Linked DNA regions of Mus musculus: region 2 is linked to region 1. A link is a contact called in public HiChIP or PLAC-seq data. All regions are on one chromosome and are shown on one strand. The core of a region is the stretch at or near the end of the contact, and the rest is flanking DNA. Distances in the headings are between cores, read along the strand shown. Region 1 has its middle 14 kb from the start of Gm40424. Region 2 overlaps Gm46328 (a long non-coding RNA gene).

Region 1 (3,932 bases), core at 781-3,280:
CCACGGGTCACTGCTTCTACATTTGCAAGGCCAGAGACAGATTCAAAGAGTCACATCCGGAACCCTACAACAATGGGCGGGTTGGAGTCCTCAGAGGATACCTGTGTGCCTGGGGCCTGCGCTACGTGCACACACTGTTGTTCTTTGTAACCACAGTGAGGCAGCTCTTCCTCTTTCCAGGATGAGGAAACTACTCAGAACAGTTAGGTGGCTCTGCCAAGGTTACGGTGATGGAGTAGCATAACAGGACTGGACTCCAGACCTCCAGGTCCTTGTGGTCTCTGTTCCTTCCTGCAGAGTGGATGGCAAATAAAGATCACGAATAGAGTCGGGAGAGGCAAGCTTAAGCTGCTGCATATTTAAATTTTCTCTCCCCCTGTTGGGTTATTCACAAGTGTTCCAGGGCCAGCCTCCTAAAGGAGTGCTCCTTACTCAGTAACAGCTATGCGTGCAGAAGCCGCAGCTTTGTCCTTGAATGCTTTCTTGCTGCTTAAATAGGATTTTCTTTGCCTGCCTCATAAGACTGAGGAGGGACTTTGGGTTTCTATGCAACATTGGCCTCGAGGGCGTGAGATGTTTGGAGGTATATTCCCCGCCTTAAGGTAGAGTTGAACAGCACCGGTTGTTTGGAGCAGACAACACTGGAATGCAGTTTGGAGCCTTTAGCCAGTGTGCCTGATACCTCCCTGTGTTCCTGGGTCACATACACTTTCTAGGGATGAAAGGGAACACTCACTGCCTTTTCTTCTTGACACACTTAGATTCCTACCCCGTGACACACAGCCTTCAGCCTACTTAACAGTGTGAACAACTGTGTTGAAATAAGACTAAAAAAAAACTTTGATCTTTGGTGATTTCCCCACTTAAGACAAGTAACCTTTCTCCTGGAAGCCTTTCTCCTAACTCCTGGGAGTTAACTCTTACATTTCTGAGTGCCTTTATTTTCCCTTTCTTATTATTTTGGGGGACAGGGTATGCTTTTCCAAGTCAGGGTTTCTCTGTATAGCCTTGGCTGTCCTGGAGCTCACTCTGTAGACCAGGCTGGCCTCACAAAGATCCACTCGATTCTTCCGAGTGCTGGAATTAAAGGTGTATGCCACTCCAATTGACTCTTGGGAACATTTATAGAGGTCATTTTGTGATTCTTTTTAAAAAGACATCTCTGGTTTTAGGGAATACTGTTGTAGCTTATTGATAATGTTTTACCAACTTGAGAAAGATTGCTCTAGGAGTGGATAAATACTCAGCTGATTAAAACACTACACAATTCGGGATGTCTCATGTTTGTGAGTGATGTGTGTGTGTGTGTGTGTGTGTGTGTATGTGTGTACATGTGTGTGTGTGTGTGTGTGAGTGATGTGTGTGTATGTGTGTATATGTGTGTGTGTGTATATGTGTGTGTGTGTGTGTATGTGTGTATGTGTGTGTATGTGTGTATGTGAGTGATGTGTGTGTATGTGTGTGTGTAGATGTCAAAAGGTAACTTGGGATTAAGGTGTAGAAGAGCCTTTTGTCTATTGAGGACTTCTGAGGAAGAGGACTGAAGAGAGGAGGGGACTGGACATACTGTGTTGGTCTCTCACTGGTCTGGAGTAGCTGCCGGCAGCTCTAGGAAGCTTCTCTTGTTCCTCTTGACCTGACCCAAGCTGGGGGTGGCCCAGAAAGCAGTGGGAACTTGGGAAAGGATCTAAGGATTCACCAACTATCGATTTGGGAAATTTCATTGGGTGTGTGCCATAAAATGCTGGAAGGCGGACTTTCCCAAGAAACCTTTTCTGTAGACTTTTTTTTTTTTTTTTAAATAAATGGCTTGAAAAGGTAATATCCAATCAAACGGGAATGCCTCAATTCTGAAAAGGTGGGGAGGAAGGACAAACTGCTCCCCCGCCCCGTACTTGGCAGTGTCTTGCTTTGGGGAGTGCCCTGCCTCAGCAAATTCTCCGATTCTGGGCTCCGGAGCTGCGGAGCTGCGCTGTCTCTGCCAGCTCTCGTACAGCACGCACGCCCCGTGCATTGGCTTGGTCATTTCCTCCTATTTTTCTGCTTATTCATCCTGTGGCCTGTGTTCCCCTTGACAGACTTTCCCCCCACCCTCCTGTGGGGAGAGATAACATTCTCGGGAGGGACTTTAATCCATCTGATAAGTTCTATTTTTAGCCAAGCCTTTCCTCCTGGCTTCTAACTTTCAGAGGCTCACACACTTCCGAGCCTCCTTTGGCGTTCGTTCTTGCCGTCTTGCGTACTCTTGTGCCTGGGGTTTCCTAACAGACTGTAGTTGAGTGGGGAGCGGGGAAGGTGAATTGACTTCCAGGGCAGGGACACTTTCTCCTGGGTGTGGGGCGCTGTTTTTAGCAGGGCCATTCACTCTTACCTACCTCCTGCTTCCCCTCCAGGCTGTCCACGAATTTCCTTTTGTCAGTAAATTTATGTTATCTTGATAAAGGACACCCATTAAAAAAAAACAAGACAGCTGTGACTTTCGATGATTAGCACAAGGGTCTGGCAGCTAAGATGCCTGCCTGTAGCTACTAAGACTTCTACAGAATGACAACTTAATCTGCAGCCTTTGCATTAAGATTTAATCAAAGCAGCCAGTGTCCGTCCCTCCCCCGCCCCCCCCCCCCCCGTTCCCCATGTCCCCGTCCCCCCCCCCCCATATGAGGGGAGAAGTTTTGGGTTTGCTGTCACATGATCTCTGCCTGTTGCTTTCCCAGATAAGGATATGGGAATAAACTTACCTCAGTACTTTATATAAATGTGTTCTTTTTCTCCTTTTAATCCTTTGGCCCAGAATGGCCCCCCCTCAAATATATATATAAAACAGAAACTCTTCTGACAAGACTACAGAGCTTGAAAAGGAGAATGGGGTATCCCCCTGCCCCAGGAGTGCTCCTGGGAACATTGCTGCCAGGCAATTTAAACTTCAGGACCTCGACTTCATTTACTCTCAGTGGACCAGTTGTCTCTCGAGGCTCACTTAGCTCTGTCACCATCATGACTATTGTTGTGTTTTATAAGATGATGTAGTATAGTGCGGCTGGAGGGAGCACCTCAGTGGTCCCTGCCAAGGAGTCTTGGGATCAAGTCACATGACAGGCCTAGAACAAAAGAAGTTTATTGGGGGAAGGGAGCCAGGGAACGGAGCAGCAGGGTGCCTGGGATGGGGTTAGAGGCAGAGGAAGGCAGGTGGGACAGAAAGGGAAAGGAGAGGGGAAGAGAAGGAGAGGCCAGCCTGGAACATGTAGGGGAGGGGGGTGGAGACACAGAGAGGTAAGATAGAGGGATGGAGGAGAGAGAGAGAGAGAGAGAGAGAGAAGCCAAGTAGTCCTTATACTGCTGGCTCCTGGCTGAACCCAGGGTGGAGATGTAGATTGTTGCTAGGTAACTGTTGGGCAGAGCCTAGAGGAATTGCGGACACCTAGGACCACTATAATACTGCAAGTGGCATTGGTAAATGGGTTAGCTTTATAGGGTGGAACACACTTATCAAATGACTTACTACCAGTAAAATTTGTATAGCTTATGGTGTGGTGGCTTACAGGTTCAGAGGTTCAGTTCATTATCATCAAGGTGGGAACATGGTAGCATCCAGGCAGGCATGATGCAGGAGGAGCTGAGAGTTCTACATCTTCATCTAAAGGCTGCTAATACAAGATTTCTCTCTCTCTCTTTCTTTCTTTCTTTCTTTCTTTCTTTCTTTCTTTCTTTCTTTCTTTTCTCTTTCTTTCTTTCTTTCTTTCTTTCTATTAGATATTTTCTTTATTTACATTTCAAATGTTATCCCCTTTCCTGGTTTCCCCTCAAAAAAAAAAAAAAAAAAAACCCTATCCTATCCCCCTCCCACCTCCCCCACCCCTGCTTCCCCTGCTCACCAACCCACCCATTCCCACTTCCCTGTCCTGGCATTCCCCTTCAATGGGACATCGAGCCTT
Region 2 (3,932 bases), core at 470-2,969, 240 kb before region 1:
ATCAAACTTTAATTTTATTACCTTTAAAAAAAGTGTTTTCTGAGGAAAACCACATTTTCTAGAGAAAACTTGGATGATATACAGACTAGGAAAAAAAATAGAACCCTGTTGTTACATCTGTTTTCATATTGTGCATATTCAGGTTCCAACTGAATGGACCTAAACTGGAAGTGTGTGTTTTCACCTGTTCAGGTGGGCCAGTTACTCTACTTGCTTAAGCCCCAGTGTAATGCTGGGGAAATAACATGAAATTGTAATGAGGACGACGTGAACATTGCAAAGCACATGTGCAGTCTTAGTCCAATGCTCGCTTAGTGATTGGCTAGTGTTATTGGTTTTGAAAACATTATCCCAGACTATGTGGCAGTGGGTAAGCCTAGCTCAGAACTGCCTGATGCAGCCTCCAGTAGACAGTCGTAATGCCTTGGGAGCCAAGGAGAAAGAACTACTAAAGATTTACCAATTTGTCTTTTGACTTGAGGCACCGCCATATTTTACATTATTCTGAGTGTGATAGCCTAGGGATGAACATGATCGCAACTCATTTTTGTTGAGAGAACTAGGGAGGTTCAGCAAGTGAGCGGCAGAGCTGTCCTAAAATGGTTCCTAAATTGTTTCAAGAAATTGGATGAGGAGAATCTCTGATGGAGAACTTGAAAGTTGTCATGGAGACGTCTCTCCTTAATTCGTGCAGAGATGAACGTATAAGTTAGGGGTTGGTAGCTCATCTGGATTAAGTATTCGTTTTCTGAGAAGGGCTTGTTGGAGAAAACTTGGAGTCTGGTGACCTCCAGAGACAGTGAAGGACTTGTATGTGAAATCTCTTCTAAAAAACATATATGTGTACACACACACACATACACACACACACATACTCATATACATATGTACATACATATGTATGTGTGCACATATGTGTGTATACACATGCACGTGCACACACACATGTATATCTATACACACACATATGTATATATATGACAGGATATGTGACTAATGAATCAGGGTTTCAGGCAGATAGATGGGGAGAGAAGTACCATGTGGTGGGGCTAAGACGCGAGTAATTGTGAACCCGATAGCAGTGCTTTGACGGAGCACGAGGGGAGGCCATGATAGATGAATAAAAGGATGAACTGGGGAGTGGAGTGGGATTTGCCACCAGGCTGACAGGAGGGCCAGATAAGCAAAGGTGAAGGAGACACACTGGAACGAGAAAATGAGTGATCAGCACTGTGGTTTTAAAGTTGGTCCTTCCAGCTGGGAGATAAAGAAGCAGTCTGGCCAGGGGCTAGAATTGGGTGTGAGGTTTAAGATTTCCCAAAAGAAAAATGGATACAAGACAGTCACAGACTTTTCTCATACTTTGTTTTTGCAACCACAAAACCTCAGGACTTCACCTGGGGTTTAACCTTGGAACGGCACGGGGAGGGTCCTCGCACCCAGGGCTGCTGTCGGGAGGTTTCACAATCCAGTTTCTCCAAGAGAGCGAAGCTGTTTAGGGGGTGATCTGCACAAGGTGCTGAATCCCAGGGACCCTGATTAGAGCAGATGTCGCTGCGGGAACTGAGTCTAGACATGGAAATTGTGTCCCTAATCTCCCGAATCCCTCTTTTTCTACATTCTCTGAAGACGCTGTTTCTGTCAACATTCACTGTGGGAGCCAAGCCGGAAACACGTGTGCAATCAGCAGCCGCAGCATCTACAAAGAGTTATGAAATCCGTTCAAAAATAGCCCGCTTGCCCCATAGGCATGCAAAGCAGCCTGCCAGCCAGGGCGAACGTGTCAGGCAGCAGATTTTCTCCAGCATTTCAAGAGGCTTCCAGTGACCTGCCACACTCAGGGGCCAGGGAGATCAGGGCTGGTCAGAAACACTCAGAGGGGGCCCGAGCCCATGAACAGAGCCCCTGGCGCAGCTTCGGGCATCAGCTCTTGCTTCTAGAGAGGCACTGCACAGCTTCCTCAAACCTGCCAACCTCTTGTCCTCAGCCCCAGTGGGTAACATTTATTTGGGTTAAAAATCTAGTGTCCCATAATATTACCTGAGGCAAGATGCTAAACCGCCGGACACCTTCTTAGAATCCACTGACTGGCCTCATTGCAGGGTCAGCGGAAACATTTTAATCCAGTGCTTCTCTGAGAGCTAGAAAAGTGATTCGGCCAGGATGGTCAGAGCATCACGGATGGCGGGGCTTGCATATGTGAGCCCACAGACTACAGGGTGACAGACAGAGGCTTGCCCGGAGCAGGGCAGGAGCTGTCTGTGTTCTTTCATAGACTGCTTACTGCTCTTCGAGCCTTGGCTGCGGGTCTCTTCAGGTCTCTTACTTTGGCCTTCTCTGGAGACAGGGATGGCCCTCTCTTCCTGAACTCCACCCATGAAGGGGAAAAAAGTAGGACACAAAGAACTAGGCTTCAGTCTCCCATGATCTCAAAACAAAGGGCACTCACAAACGTCTGGGGTTGGGGGTGTGTATTTCTTTTCTTTCCTTTTAAAAAACTCTTTTTTTTTTTTTTTTTGACAATTTCATATGTATAATGTATTTTGGCTATTTTCACGCCCATTACTCTGTTTCATGCCCTCGCCCTCTGCCACTGAAATGCATATTCCCAACAACTTCCTCTCCTACTTTTAAGTCCTTTTGTATAAGTGACTCACTGGGTTTAATTATGGTTGCTTGCGTGAGTATGGGTGATGGGTGGTTCACTGGAGCACAGATAATGTATCAGTGGCTACACTGCTGAAGAAAATGACTTCCTCCATACCTCTACCCTTCACATCACCCCCACCCCTGCTCTCTTCCCCAACAACTATTAACTGCTAAGTGTCCCTCAGGGAGAGGTAGGGGCCTCATGAGCCCTCTGCTGTCCATGACTTATGGTATGCTGACAGGCTCAAGCTGGTGTAGGTCTCATGGGTGGAACAATAGCTGCTGGGAGTTCATGAGTGCAGTGGTCATCTATGTCTAAGAAAGTTTCACAGCACTCCCCGCTACCCTCCAGTTCTTAGGCTCTTCCTTCTCCTTCGTGATTTTTCAGAGCCATTTAGGGTTGAAAATTCAAGTCACTTATTCTCAGTACTTTCTGACCAGTTAAGAATCTCTGCATCACAAATGTCTCTTGCCCAGGCTGAAAACAGCACCAATCAAGGGTGTCCAGGTAAGTATGTAGAACACAGATTGACAATGTATCCACTTAGAAAAACAGCAGTGGTAGGAGCAACCCCTGTGCGCTTGACCTATTCTTGGTTAAGTTTATAGCACAAGACAGTAGTTCCCTACTGTAAAGCAGTCCTCAAATCCAAGTGTAGAGTGGTTGGTTACCCCCCACGATGGTTGTGCCACTGGTGCACAAGCATCCACGGTTTGCCTGGCAGGTCTTTACTGTAACTTAAAGGGCTCACAGTTAGCTACACTGTTGATGGTTTTTCTCCCTCAGCAGCCTGCACAGCCATGAAAGCCAACTAGCAAAGAGGAAACTTCTAACTCAATTTCAACTTGTTTTCTCTATGTCTTATAGCAAAAGAATGTGATGTGTTTGGTAATAGCGTCTTACCATTTAGTCTGGTGGGCAATCAAGAACAATGGCAATAGCATGTATGGCTTGGAGGATATTTGAGGGCTCCCCGACCAACATCTCATAGGAAGGCATTCCACAGCTGGCACTAGGATTTCCACTTAATAACTTATGGCTTATGGGAAGAATACTATCCACCAATGCAGGGTGCCTCCATTTAATTTTTTTTCTAATTTATATTTCTAATAAGACAATAAAATAGTAGGTTTCCCTTATATCTTTTTCATATATTCTTACTTTGGGTTAAACCTTCCCCTTATCTCTCATTCCCCATTTCCTACCCCCACTTACAACTTTTTGTATCTTGAGGGGATTTTTGTCAACATAGCTCTTTAAGACTAAAGAGACAACCCAGTGG

What was found. HiChIP or PLAC-seq counts read pairs in DNA pulled down with a chosen protein or histone mark.
Region 2: a contact with region 1 is called in an H3K4me3 HiChIP or PLAC-seq map of bone marrow-derived macrophages, with 5 times the contacts expected there. The contact joins two enhancer-like sites. A contact is called at or near these places in 1 of 484 Hi-C or Micro-C datasets (ECoMG-derived neutrophils), 3 of 115 datasets of contacts at active chromatin or transcription factors (bone marrow-derived macrophages, extraembryonic endoderm stem cells and pancreatic cancer cells) and 1 of 9 other capture datasets (embryonic stem cells).

The regions. Positions count from the first base shown.
Region 1 is chr12:54,161,094-54,165,025 of GRCm38.p6, reverse strand. No RefSeq gene overlaps it. Among named protein-coding and RNA genes, the nearest start is that of Gm40424, 14 kb to the left of the region's middle. Within about 2 kb of position 2,030, at least 182 of the 459 cell types and tissues checked have an H3K27ac peak or open chromatin away from gene starts, as enhancers often do. A contact at or near this core is called in ECoMG-derived neutrophils and bone marrow-derived macrophages, where this site is marked.
Region 2 is chr12:54,403,073-54,407,004 of GRCm38.p6, reverse strand. It overlaps Gm46328 (a long non-coding RNA gene), which reads right to left. Exons shown (of 4, transcript XR_001780528.1): 3 at 2,041-2,363; 4 at 1,349-1,699. Among named protein-coding and RNA genes, the nearest start is that of Gm46328, 4.8 kb to the right of the region's middle. Within about 2 kb of position 1,719, at least 99 of the 459 cell types and tissues checked have an H3K27ac peak or open chromatin away from gene starts, as enhancers often do. A contact at or near this core is called in ECoMG-derived neutrophils and bone marrow-derived macrophages, where this site is marked.